Linked DNA regions of Sus scrofa: region 1 is linked to region 2. A link is a contact called in public Hi-C data. All regions are on one chromosome and are shown on one strand. Each heading gives the region's core, a stretch centred on a gene start, on an enhancer-like site or on the middle of the called end of the contact. The rest is flanking DNA. Distances are from core to core; before and after follow the strand shown.

Region 1 (6,044 bases), core at 1,638-4,137, 70 kb before region 2:
ACAGACTGAAGACCTAGGGGGGCGGCAAGGAGAACTGGAAGCCACAATGGAGTCCAGACGTGACTTCGAAACCCCTAGAATCTGAAACCGAGGGCAGCCTAAGGACAGGGAGTGTAGTGAAAGCAATGGGTGAAAAGAGGCACTTTCCCACAAGCCGGCCATTCACACCTGAAGCAAAGTGGAGAATCAAGACGTCAATTTCCACAGCAAACTGGTCCTGCTCTCTGCAGTGATAAAATGATCACCCTGGGCCAAGTCTCATATACGGCAAATTTAAAGGGGAGGTCCTGTCCCCTGAGCTCCCGTAAGCCCTTTCTACACCTCAAATTTTCTCATGTGTAAATTAGAAATAATAATACCTACATTAAAAAATTGTTGGGGGAGTTCCCATCGTGGCTCAGTGGTTAATGGACCCAACTAGCATCCATGAAGACACGGGTTCGATCCCTGGCCTTGCTCAGTGGGTGAAGGATCTGGCTTTGCCACGAGGTGTGGCGTGGGTCACAGATGCGTCTCGAGTCCAGCCTTGCTGTGGCTCTGGCATAGGCCGGAGGCTACAGATCTGATTGGACCCCTAGCCTGGGAACCTCCATATGCCGCAGGTGTGGCCCTAAAAACGCAAAAAAAAAAAAAAAAAATTGTTGGGAAGACTTGACATAGTGTATGTAAAACAGCTTGCATAGCATCTGGAGTAAGAGTTGCTCAATACATGGCATCGGTTGTCTTTGTTGGTTACCTGCAAATATAACTAAATAGCATAATGGGGGATCCATGAACTAGCTCATTCAATCTTCATTTCATACTTCTTTTGGGATAGCTTCCTGTATTGCCATGTCTGTGAAACTAGGAACTACATTTCCCAGACTCCTTTGCTCTTAGCGTCTGGGTACCAGTTAGATTCTACATACTATAGCCAAGCGTGTGAGATTCAGAAGATGGAAGGAAATGGAGGCCATTTTCATGTCGCTGTTTCACTTATAAAGTCACAAAGACACAAGTGGCATGAAGCAGGGGGGCAGTGGTGGAAGCATCTGTTTGACATCCAGATCACAGCTGCAGTGGTTTGCTCTTGGCATCAATCAGTGGTGTCCCCTGATTTCCATTTCTCTAACCCTTCCAGTGACCTTGTAAGCATCTAATTCCTTTATTAAATACTTTCTGTTCAAAATACCTAGAGAGATGATTCCTAAAACTAGAACTGAACCCTGACTGATTCAGATATTGGTGTTTTATCTAAAGAAATATCATATGTAAACTTCCAGGAAATAATTTATTTCATACTACTGCCCAAAACTTACTTAGATTTAAATTATGAGTTCCCAAGTTTAAACCAGTTCAGTGATCTCCTTATTGATGCCATTCCCTTCGAAAGCTGTTGAGATAACCCAAATAAATTTTTCTGGGATCCAGAACAGATAATTCTGTATTTGTATATCAAAATAAAAGATGTACTGTGTTTTTGTGAGCATCATAACTCATCCATTGTCATTCTTTATATTTTATTTCATTGAGAGGAAATAAAATAAATAAAAATTTTGCTTGAAATAATTTTGCCTCCTAATATCCATTTTTCTTTCCTTTTCTGGTATTAATGACCCCAATTTTTAGCTGGAGACACTGCTACCCTACTAAAATTTCCTCCCACTCTCCCTTAAATCTAAGGTCATAACTACATGACTAAATTTTGGCCAGTTAGATGTAAGAAAAAGTGTTGTTTAACTTCTAGAAATTGTCTTTAGAAGGAAGGTATGGAGATTTCTTTGCCCCTTCCTCCTTCCTGTTGGCTGGAGTGCAAATGTGACAACAGGAGCACTAATAGCCATCTTGGGTCATGAGGTAGTATACTAACCACAGAGAAGAATAGAAGAGAATGAGCCTGTGGCCTGCAGAGTGGCCACATAAGCCTGGATTGTGTTATCTCTTGATTTCTTTTACATAAGAAAAAAAATCAGTCTCTAACTTTTTATACTAACTATTATTTTGTTTCTGACTTGTTATTATATGTAGCCAAATCTACTGCTAATTAATATAAGGGGAAGATCCAAACTTCTCCTCCTATCAACCATGGACTATATCTCAGTTTCTAAAAACAAGTGCATTCTCAAAAGCTGACCAACTCCTAAAACACAGTAAGGCATGCTGCCCCAAATGCTAATTTCAGTTTAAAGACATGAAATGATTTCACGGAGGCCAACTCCGTGTATACAGCAACACGGTTTCTAAGCCAGGTGAATAAGTTTGATTTGCTCATATTACTTTCAAAATCAAATTGAGGCATCAATTTTGAATAAACAGCAAATCTTCCACCTTAGCTGACGGTCCATTCATTAAGACTAGCATTATTGATTTAAAATGGCTCAATTTTGGTTTAAACTGGCCCTCTGCTGTTCATCGTGTGACCACACTGCTGTTGACAGCACATCCTATAGTATAATCTGCTTTGCAGCTCTCTATTCCAGAGTCCATAGATCAGAGGGTTAAAACACTGGGCAAACGCGAAGACTCCAAAGAGCACCAGATTTAACGCAGAGAAAAACACGCCACACTTCTTTCCCAAACCTATGAATAACAGGGTTGGTATTACATGCAAACCCAACTGCACTAAATGGATAAGGACTGTTTTCCTTGCTTTGATATTGGACCTATTAAAGTGGCCAGCCCGTTTCCCTTCTTTGTATATCAGAGAGTAACTTAGAAGAATGATAGACAGAAGGAGGAAAAGGAAAGCCATGCCGATGGCTCTGGCAGGAATGCCATTCAAGATCACCGGGCAAAGGGGTTCAGATTTTAAAAGAGCAACCCAAGTGGAGTTAGTGCCCTCTATGAGGAATAAGCAAACATTCTTCAGTATAATGATTACCCAGATCCCAGCCAGAATCCGGTATTTAACTAAATCTACAAAGGACAGAGATTTCAAAGGCCAGCAAATCACTAGGTAGGTGTGGACAGCCATCAGGGCCAGAGTGAAGAGAATCCCTTCCCCAACACTGAGCTGTGCCCCGAATACCACCCAGCACATCAGCAGGGAGCTGTTGGCCAGCATGGCCCGCATCCCCTGGAAAACCACCCCCAGGCCACAGTAGGAGGAGATGCACAGCAGATGGTGGCAAAGCAGGATGTATCGGACCTCCCTTCTCATCTTGGAGTTCTGTGACACTATGGAGACAATGATGACCGTGGTGAAGGTGGCAAAGGAGAAAGCCACCACGTATACAGAGGCCTTCACTGTTGCTTCCAGTCTCAGCCAATGCGACGTGTTGCAGTGCTCGGAAGACACGTTCATGATCTTCAGGCCACCTTGGCTCCTGCAGGAGAAAGAACGACAAAGGGTGAATCTGCGGTAAAGCCTCTCATGTGGTCTTCCAACGCTCTGACCTTGGGGACAGTCTCAAGCAACAGAGTATATGTTTTTCGTTACAGATGATGGCAACTTTAGAGAGAGTGTTGACGCGGATCAAAGAAATTATCTGGGGAGCTCCCGTCGTGGCTCAGTGGTTAACCAACCCGACTAGTATCCATGAGGATGAGGGTTTGATCCCTGGCCCCGCTCAGTGGGTTAAGGATCCAGAATTGCCACAAGCTGCAGTGTAGGTCTCAGATACAGCTTGGATCTGGCTTTGCTGTGGCAGTGGTTTAGGCTGGTAGGGCCAGCTCTGATTTGACCCCTATCCTGGCAACTTCCACATGCTGCAGGCACAGCAGCTGCATCCCTAAAAAGACAAAAAAAGAAAGAAATCATTTGGAGTCTTCATTTCAGGTGAGTGAGTACCATGATATTATGATTTATAATAAGAAACACACACACACACACACACACACACACACACACACACACACACACACACACCACACATATATATATACATACTTGGTCTTCATTTCATTTCTAGCCCAGAGCTAAAACTCTTGGAACACGCTAAGTGATGAGATTGAGGGACATTTGTTATGTTAATGAGGTGACTTTTGGAAAGTCCCTAAGTCACCTGAGAATAGGGACCCCTCAGGGGTGGGGAGGTTTGAGGAAGGGGGCCAACCATGTGATTAAAAGGTTGGAACTTTCAGTCCCACCCCTTCCCCAAACCTTCAGGGAGAGGAGAGGGGCTGGAGGTTGAATGAATCACCAGTGGCCAATGATTCAATCAATTGCGGCTGTGCAATGAAGCCTTCCCAAAAACCCAAAGGACAGGGCTGGGAAAGCTTCCATGTTGGTGAAGCTTCAGGGACAGTGACACACCAGGAGAGGGTGTGGAAGCTTTGTGGCCCCTACCCACACCTTGCCCTTCGCATCTCTTCCGTTGGCTACTTCTGAGTTACACGCTCTTGCACTAAACAGGTGATCTAGTAAGTAAAATATTCTCTTGGTTCTGTGAGCCCCTTTAAGGAAGTTAGTCCAATGCAAGAAGGTACACAGGTGACAACCTGGCCTCCCAACTGGTGTCTGAGCAGGGATGTGAGACAGTCTTATAAGACTGAGCCCTTAACCTGTGGGGTCTGGCTCTGCCTCCAGGTTTATAGTGTTGAACGGAGTTGAAATGTAGGACTCCCAGCCTATGTTGAAGAATTGCCTTGGTTGTGGTGGTAGGAGGGGTTGGGGGGGACTACCACACAGGAAATAGGATCAGAATTTTAAACATATGCTCAAATCATCTAAAAGGTGTCGGGGGGTGGGGGGAGGAATGAAAGGTGTTCTCTAAATACCCCCAGCAAGTTGCGCCAAAGCAGGTCAAAGTTTTATTCCTTAAGCCTCCTTTTCCATCTTTGTGAGAACTTTTTTCTTCAATTTGGAGGATAAACCACAACTTTGTCAAGGTCCATGATTAGCTACCAAACCCTCGTTAACATTTAATGCAGGCAAATGTCTATGGGCAAAATTAGGGCCAAAGGTGTGAGGAATGTGGGGAAGTTGTTGCTGCAAATGGATCCGGGTCCCTAAGACGGGAAAGGGAGAGCAAAATGATGATGATAATAAAAATGGTAATGAAAATGAAAATGATAATGAAAATGAAAATGATAATGAAAATGATAATGACGGCAATCATGGATGATGAAGTACTTTCTAGGGATCAAAAACTTTCCTCAGAGAATATTCCTTACTAAGTCTGGAGTATGTTTTATTTTTCACCCCATGGTTTTTGTTTGTTTGTTTGTTTTTGCTTTTTAGGGCCACACCCTCAGCGTATGGAGGTTCCCAGGCTAGCGGTCAAATCGGACCCCTAGTAGCCACTGGCCTACGCCACAGCCACAGCAACGCGGGATCCCAGCCGTGTCTTCGACCTACACCACAGCTCACGGCAATGCCGGATCCTTAACCCACGGAGCAAGGATCGAACTCGTGTCCCCATGGATGCTAGTCAGATTGGTTAATCGCAGAGCCACGACAGGAACTCCATCTACCCCATGGTTGATTATGCACTTTTCACAAGTGGGAAACCTCAGATGTAGGACAAGTAACAAGCTACTCAAGGTCGTACAGTTGTCACCTTGGTTGGGCCAGGATTTGGATTTGGAGCAAGGCCTGAGCTGACTCTCTCAGCCACGGCAAGGCCAAAGGGATGCATTCTCCCAGTGCGTCTTGGGTCAATGTCATTTGGCCAGCTGGACCCATTTGTAGGAACGCTTGTTTCTACTGCTGAGGGGCTGGAAGAGGGCATGCCCGGGAAGGTGCTGGGATCTCAGTGTTGCTGCAGGATGGGGCCCACTAAGACGGTAAGACGTGCCCAGTAGCCTGATAAAGCTTCCCAAGCATGCACAGCACACTGTGTGGCATCTTGGAAGCTCCCAAATGACAATGTCATTGCTGTCTCTGTGAAAAGTCTGCTGGAGAAATACCGACAGTTGCCTCCCCACTGCCCTGCAGCCAAGCGCCTGGGCCCCTCCGTAGCCTTGCCACCTCACTTCCTTACAACCTTCCTCAGACATCGCCTGCTCCTCCATCACAGAAGCTCGGACAGGGAGTAAACTTCTGCCTCATGGAAAAATCATTCTGCAGACTGTGCTGAGTCCATCAGGGTCTGTCTCTTAAAAATCGAACCCAAGGATTCTCA
Region 2 (5,552 bases), core at 2,763-5,262:
CTCCTTGTGACACTGTGGATGAACCCGGAGGACATTACGGTAAGAAAATAAGCCAGAAAGAGAAAGACAAATAATGCAGGAACATATGTAGACTCTTAAAAGAGAAAAAAAAAAAAAGTGAATTCACAGAAACAGAGAGTAGAATGGTAGTTGCCAAGGTCTAGAAGGTGGGAAAAAACAGGGAGATGTTGGTCAAACTTTCAATTATAAGATGAATTACGTTCTGGAAGATCTAATGCATAGCATGGTGACTACAGTTGACAATACGGTAACAATAACAATACTGCAATGTACACTTGAAATCAGCTGAGAGAGATCTTAACCCTTCTCATCACCCAAAAAAGGCAACTACATGAAGTGATAAATGCGTTAGCTTGTGATGTGACAGTCATTTCATCATGCATATGTGTATCAAATCACGTTGTACATTTAAAATGCATACGATTTTAGGGAGTTCCCGTCATGGCACAGCGTTAATGAACCTGACTAGGAACCATGAGGTTGCAGGTTTGATCCCTGGCCTTGCTTAGTGGGTTAGGGATCCGGTGTTGCTGTGAGCTGTAGTGTAGGTGGCAGACGCGGCTCGGATCTGGCGTTGCTGTGGCTGTGGTGTAGGCCGGCAGCTGTAGCTTCGATTGGACCCCTAGCCTGGGAACCTCCATATGCCACGGGTGTGGCCCTAAAATAAAATAAAATAAAACATATACAATTGTATTTGTCAATATATCTCAATAAAACTGGAGGGGGGATAAAAGAAGATAAAAAGCTTCCAAGGTACTGGGCATTCTAGATGCCAAGTATCCATGGGTCAGAGAGAATCTTTTCAGAGAACAGTCAAGAGATTGCCTGGGATTGTGGGAGCCTGTGAGAATTGGATTTCAAAGGGCACCAGAAAATTTGGGAGTTATTTAATTGAGGTGATGGTTCCACAGACTTAATTTCTTTCTCTCTCTTTTTTCTTTTTTGGACATCCCTGAGGCATATGGAGTTCCCAGGACAGGGGTCAGATCTGAGCCACAGTTTCAACTCATGCCGAAGCTTCAGCAACACAAGATCCTTAACCCGCTGTTCTTGGCCAGGGATCAAACCTGTGTCCCAGTGCTTCAGAGAAACCACCCATCATGTTGTACCACAGTGGGAATTCCAGTTCTACAAACTTATGCTAAAACTCAGCAAACTGTATGTTTAAATATATATAGTTCTAGGAGTTCCCGTTGGGTGCAGTGGAAATGAATCCAAATAGTATCCATGAGGATTTGGGCTCAATCCCTGGCCTTGCTCAGTGGCCTTGCTCAGTAGGTCGGGGATCCCATGTTGCTGTGGCTGTGGCGTAGGCCGGCAGCTGTAGCTCCAATTCACCCCCAGCCTGGTAATTTCCATATGCCACGTGTGTATATATGCACAGTTCATAATACATCAATTACATCTCAATAATTCTAAAAGGTTTCAGAGGGGGAAAAAAAAGACTTTAAACATCTTAGAGACCTCTTTTCAAACGAGATAGATTATCTATACTTGAGGTATTTGCCAGGAACCCCATCTTAATTTACTGCCAAAAGCCTGGTTGAAATGAGCTGAGAAGGTTGGCCCAAGGGAATACTAACCATCCTTTTGCTCCTGTTCTGATCAACAAAAGTAAAACATGTGGACCACACAGGCCTGGGGCCACATCAAAATGTCCTCGCTTGACCCCAATTTCTCATAATGTTCTCAATGATTTTTTTTTTTTTTTTTAGGACCGTACCTGTGGCATATGGAGGTTCCCAGGCTAGAGGTGTAATCAGAGCTACAGCTGCTGGCCTATGCCACAGCCACAGAAATGTGGGATCCGAGCCAAGTCTGTGACCTACACCACAGCTCACGGCAATGCTGGATCCTTAATCCACTGAACAAGGCCAGGGATCCAACCTGCATTTTCATGGATCCTGGTCAGGTTCATTAACAGCTGCGCCACGAAGGGAACTCCCTCTCAATGATTTTTTTTTAAATCAAGATTTGATATATAAGAAGTGACTATGTATCTCTGGAGAAGAAATAGATCTCATAGTAAATAAGTACATAATCCACCATGAAGGGGGTCATTTGACATCATTCTTGGAATGCTGAAGTCTTCTTAGAACTGATTCTGATTTCCTCTCCATCAAAGAATTTATGATAATTATAATTAAATAATGCAACTGTACAATTAAATAATACAGTTCTACAATTGTATTATTAATAACCATTTCTCTCCATGGTACGATGTAAGGTCTATAATGTCTCGTTTATCACATCACCTAGAATGGTGTAATGCCTTTATTGATCAATAAGATGCAACAAATTGTGAGGACATATTTATATAGTTACACTGTTTTTTAACCAATTTATGTATTTTATATTTTACTTATTTTCAGAGGGTGTATTATTTTTGTTATTCTTACCAGTTAAGTTATTCTTTTTATTATGCTATATAAAATATTTAATGGTATGTGAGGCTTTTTCTTTACATATTTTAGTTGCACAATATACACAATTTTAATATAGTGCTAATTTTTAAAGAAAAATTGAAATGTAATAGATAATACTAAATAGTAAAGATGAAAGCCATACAAAATGGGATAAAGCAGAGAATAAATTTCCTATTTGTCTCAGCATATTTTCCATTCCACTTCTCCAGAGGGAGACACTTAATCTGTTTCTTAAGATCCATGATATAATAATCTGTCTGAATGTCATTGTGTTTAAATATATGTATTTTATTCTGTAGAAAAAAATATTCTGTGATAATCTATGTGGGAAAAGAATGTGAAAGAGAATGGATGGGTGTACATGCATAACTGAATCTCTGTTGCACAGGAGACATGATCTCAACCTTCTAAATCAACTAGACTTCAATAAATTTTTTTTAAAAATGAAAAAAAAAAGAAGTGACTATGTGAAATGCATGTGCATCTTATTTTTTTGCAAAAAAATAAAATAAGAAAGGAAGGGTAAAAGAAGGAAGAAGGAATTTCATGGTAGATAGAATAATGGCCCCTCAAAGATGTGTCCACATCCTAATCCCTGGACCCTAAGAAGATGTTACCTCACACGGCAAAGGGAATTAAGGCTGCAGGTGGCATTCATTAATTAATTTTGTTAATCAGCTGGCCTTAAAACGAGGCGATTAGATGGATTAGCCAAGAATCCAATTACCCCGGGTAGGCCCAATGAAATCCCCCCAGCCCTTAAAAGGGGAAGAGGTAGGCAGAATTGAAGAGACGGAGGGAGATGGGGCTACACAGAAAGACCCAGAGTGACACAAGTTGCTGGCTTTGAGGACAGGAAGTGGCCTGGAGCCCAGGAATGTGAACACCCCCTAGAAGCACGAGCTCTTCCCTAGAGCTTCCAGAAGGAACACAACCCCGCCATTTCACTGATTTTAGCCCAGGAAGACCCATCTCCGACTTCCGGCCTCCAGAACTCTAAGATAATAACTTTGTGTTGTTTTCAATCACACCTTTGTGAGACTATGGTACAACAGCAACACAGCCTATGTCCAAAACCCTTCAGGTGAGGTAAAATAGGCTATTTTACATTCTCTTAACAAATACTGGACACTTTCCACGGGGTCCAAGCCTGTAGTGGGTGCCTCGTTGGGAACAGAGTAGATACACTTAGAAATGAAATTTGTACCTGGCACTCATCAATGCAGGTAGCAGGCTACAGTCAGATAGTGGAGGGGCAGGAAGAGGTACCACCTGGGATGGGACAAAAGATATGGAATTTTTGTCCTTTTTGGCCAAGAAAACCGCGGGGCCTGCCCAAGTCTTCCAGCTACAAGCTGCCATATTTTGTGCCCTAGCCTTACATGAGGGTTTTTGTTGTTGTTTTTTAATCACTTCTCTGTCTCAGAGAAATGCAAGATACTTCTACGCTCACCTGCACCTTAGCTCTCAGGCCCTTTCCTACAGTTATGAATGTGCCAAGAGCATTAGCGAAGCTCAGCCAAAGCTAGAAATTACAAGCGGCCACAAGAGTGTGCACGTGAGGTGACTGCAATTTTTTTTTTTTTTTTTTCCTGCCAAACCAGAATTAGCCGGTATAGGAATGAGCGAGCGTGGAGATTTGAAATTGCACGGATTGGAAGGAAGCTCAGGTTAGGTTCGGGCACCTCCGAACGCACCGTTTTTAAAGCCACACGTACTGAGGCCTCGAGCTCGAAGCTCCACAAAACGGAGCTGGCCCGGCAGCCAGCGGCAGAGGCGCCGGGAGCCCGCACAGCGCACCGAGCCCGGCGGAGCGCCGAGCTGCGGGTACCCGCATCTCCAGGATGATAGGCGACATCGCTACAATTCTCTCCGCCCAGCCGCTCAGGGGGCTCCGAGGAAGACAGCAAGTTCGGGCATCCGGGCCAGGAGCCGAGTGAGGCCGCCGCCTCGCGGGCTGCGGGCGGTGAGTATCCCGAGGCCTGCGGCGCCGCGGGCCCGGGGATGGAGCGGCCCCGGGCGCATCTTGGATGGCGGGTGGCCGATGCACCCACACGCCCGGGAAGCGGCGGCGCGGGCCCGGGGCAGGGTCGGGGAAGGCTGCTCCGGCGGTCGAGGGTAGGGCTGCACCGAGGCGCGGGAGTCGCGCCCAGGCCGCCCGCCGGGGGGCTCCCGAGCCGCGGGCGAGGCCACCTCGGGGCGGGCGGGGTAATCGCGGGCCGGGGCGGAGCGTGGGGACGCGCGCCTCGCTCCCACGGCGGCCAGGGCCCCGCGCGCGTCGGCCAGGGCGCTCAGCGCCCCCTCGGAACCCGGGCCCCAGGGGCGCGCTCGGCCCCGCGCCCACCATCGCTGCCGCCTTGTCTCGCGACCCCAGTTTGGGACTCGATCTAGCAGTGATGGAGCGGAGAGGGGGAAACCCGGGCGGGGGCGGCGCGGCTAGGAGACTTGAGGATGCGGGTTGCCTCCCCGCGCTGGCTGCCAGGACTGCCATCGGGCCCGCTTCCCCGAGGTGCTGGCGTCTTCCGAGCCAGCCGGAGACGCGGGCTGCCGGGGATGGGGGCCGGGGGGTCTCTGGGTGCCAGAGAAGAGGGATCAAGAAGTGCCAGGGAGGAGGGCCCGTGGCGGGGATGGTGCTGGGAGGAGGGGCTCCGAGGCCGGGTCGAGCGGGGACAAGGCCAGGACTTGCAGGTGCAGGTCCTTCCTAGTGGGTCTGATCAAGGCTCCTCCGGAGAGGAAAGAAGAGACTAAAATAGGGCAAGGGACCAGGGGCGGCCATTTCAGGGCCTGATGCCCCCAAGGCCATTGGCGGGGTTTTAGGAGCTCAACTCTGCTTACCAATTAAGCCGTTTTCTTTCCGCGGAAAAGTTGATCCAGGCTCATTAGCAAGGATGAGTGAGGGTTATTACTGGTCATTAGAAAGATTCCTTTTCGTCTTGCCTGGCTTCTTTGTGTGTGTATGAGAGAGCTAATTGGTTAAATTATTAGTTGGGGGGGTGGATAAAACAGGGTTTGGAATCCCTCAGGCCCCCAGTTCAAATTTGGCCTCTGCCACCTGCTAGTTTGACTTAAGCTTCATCGCCACATTCTACAAAGTGCCTCGATTAA

The links. Hi-C and Micro-C count contacts between places; a contact is called where the count stands out from the background.
Region 1: a Hi-C map of fetal liver shows a contact between it and region 2, with 2.8 times the contacts expected there. The contact joins the enhancer-like site here to the promoter of SLC16A14 in region 2. A contact is called at or near these places in 1 of 5 promoter capture datasets (fetal liver), 7 of 47 Hi-C or Micro-C datasets (brain, fetal liver, heart right ventricle and 4 more) and 2 of 2 datasets of contacts at active chromatin or transcription factors (alveolar macrophages and skeletal muscle).

Annotation. Positions count from the first base shown.
Region 1 is chr15:131,147,529-131,153,572 of Sscrofa11.1, reverse strand. It overlaps LOC110257072 (probable G-protein coupled receptor 148), which reads right to left. Exons shown (of 4, transcript XM_021075660.1): 4 at 1,252-3,305. The coding sequence starts at 3,283. The coding sequence ends at 2,369. Among named protein-coding and RNA genes, the nearest start is that of SLC16A14, 70 kb to the right of the region's middle. Within about 2 kb of position 2,887, at least 1 of the 83 cell types and tissues checked has an H3K27ac peak or open chromatin away from gene starts, as enhancers often do. A contact at or near this core is called in fetal liver, where this site is marked.
Region 2 is chr15:131,079,391-131,084,942 of Sscrofa11.1, reverse strand. It overlaps SLC16A14 (monocarboxylate transporter 14), which reads left to right and starts at 4,012. Exons shown (of 5, transcript XM_021075126.1): 1 at 4,012-4,413.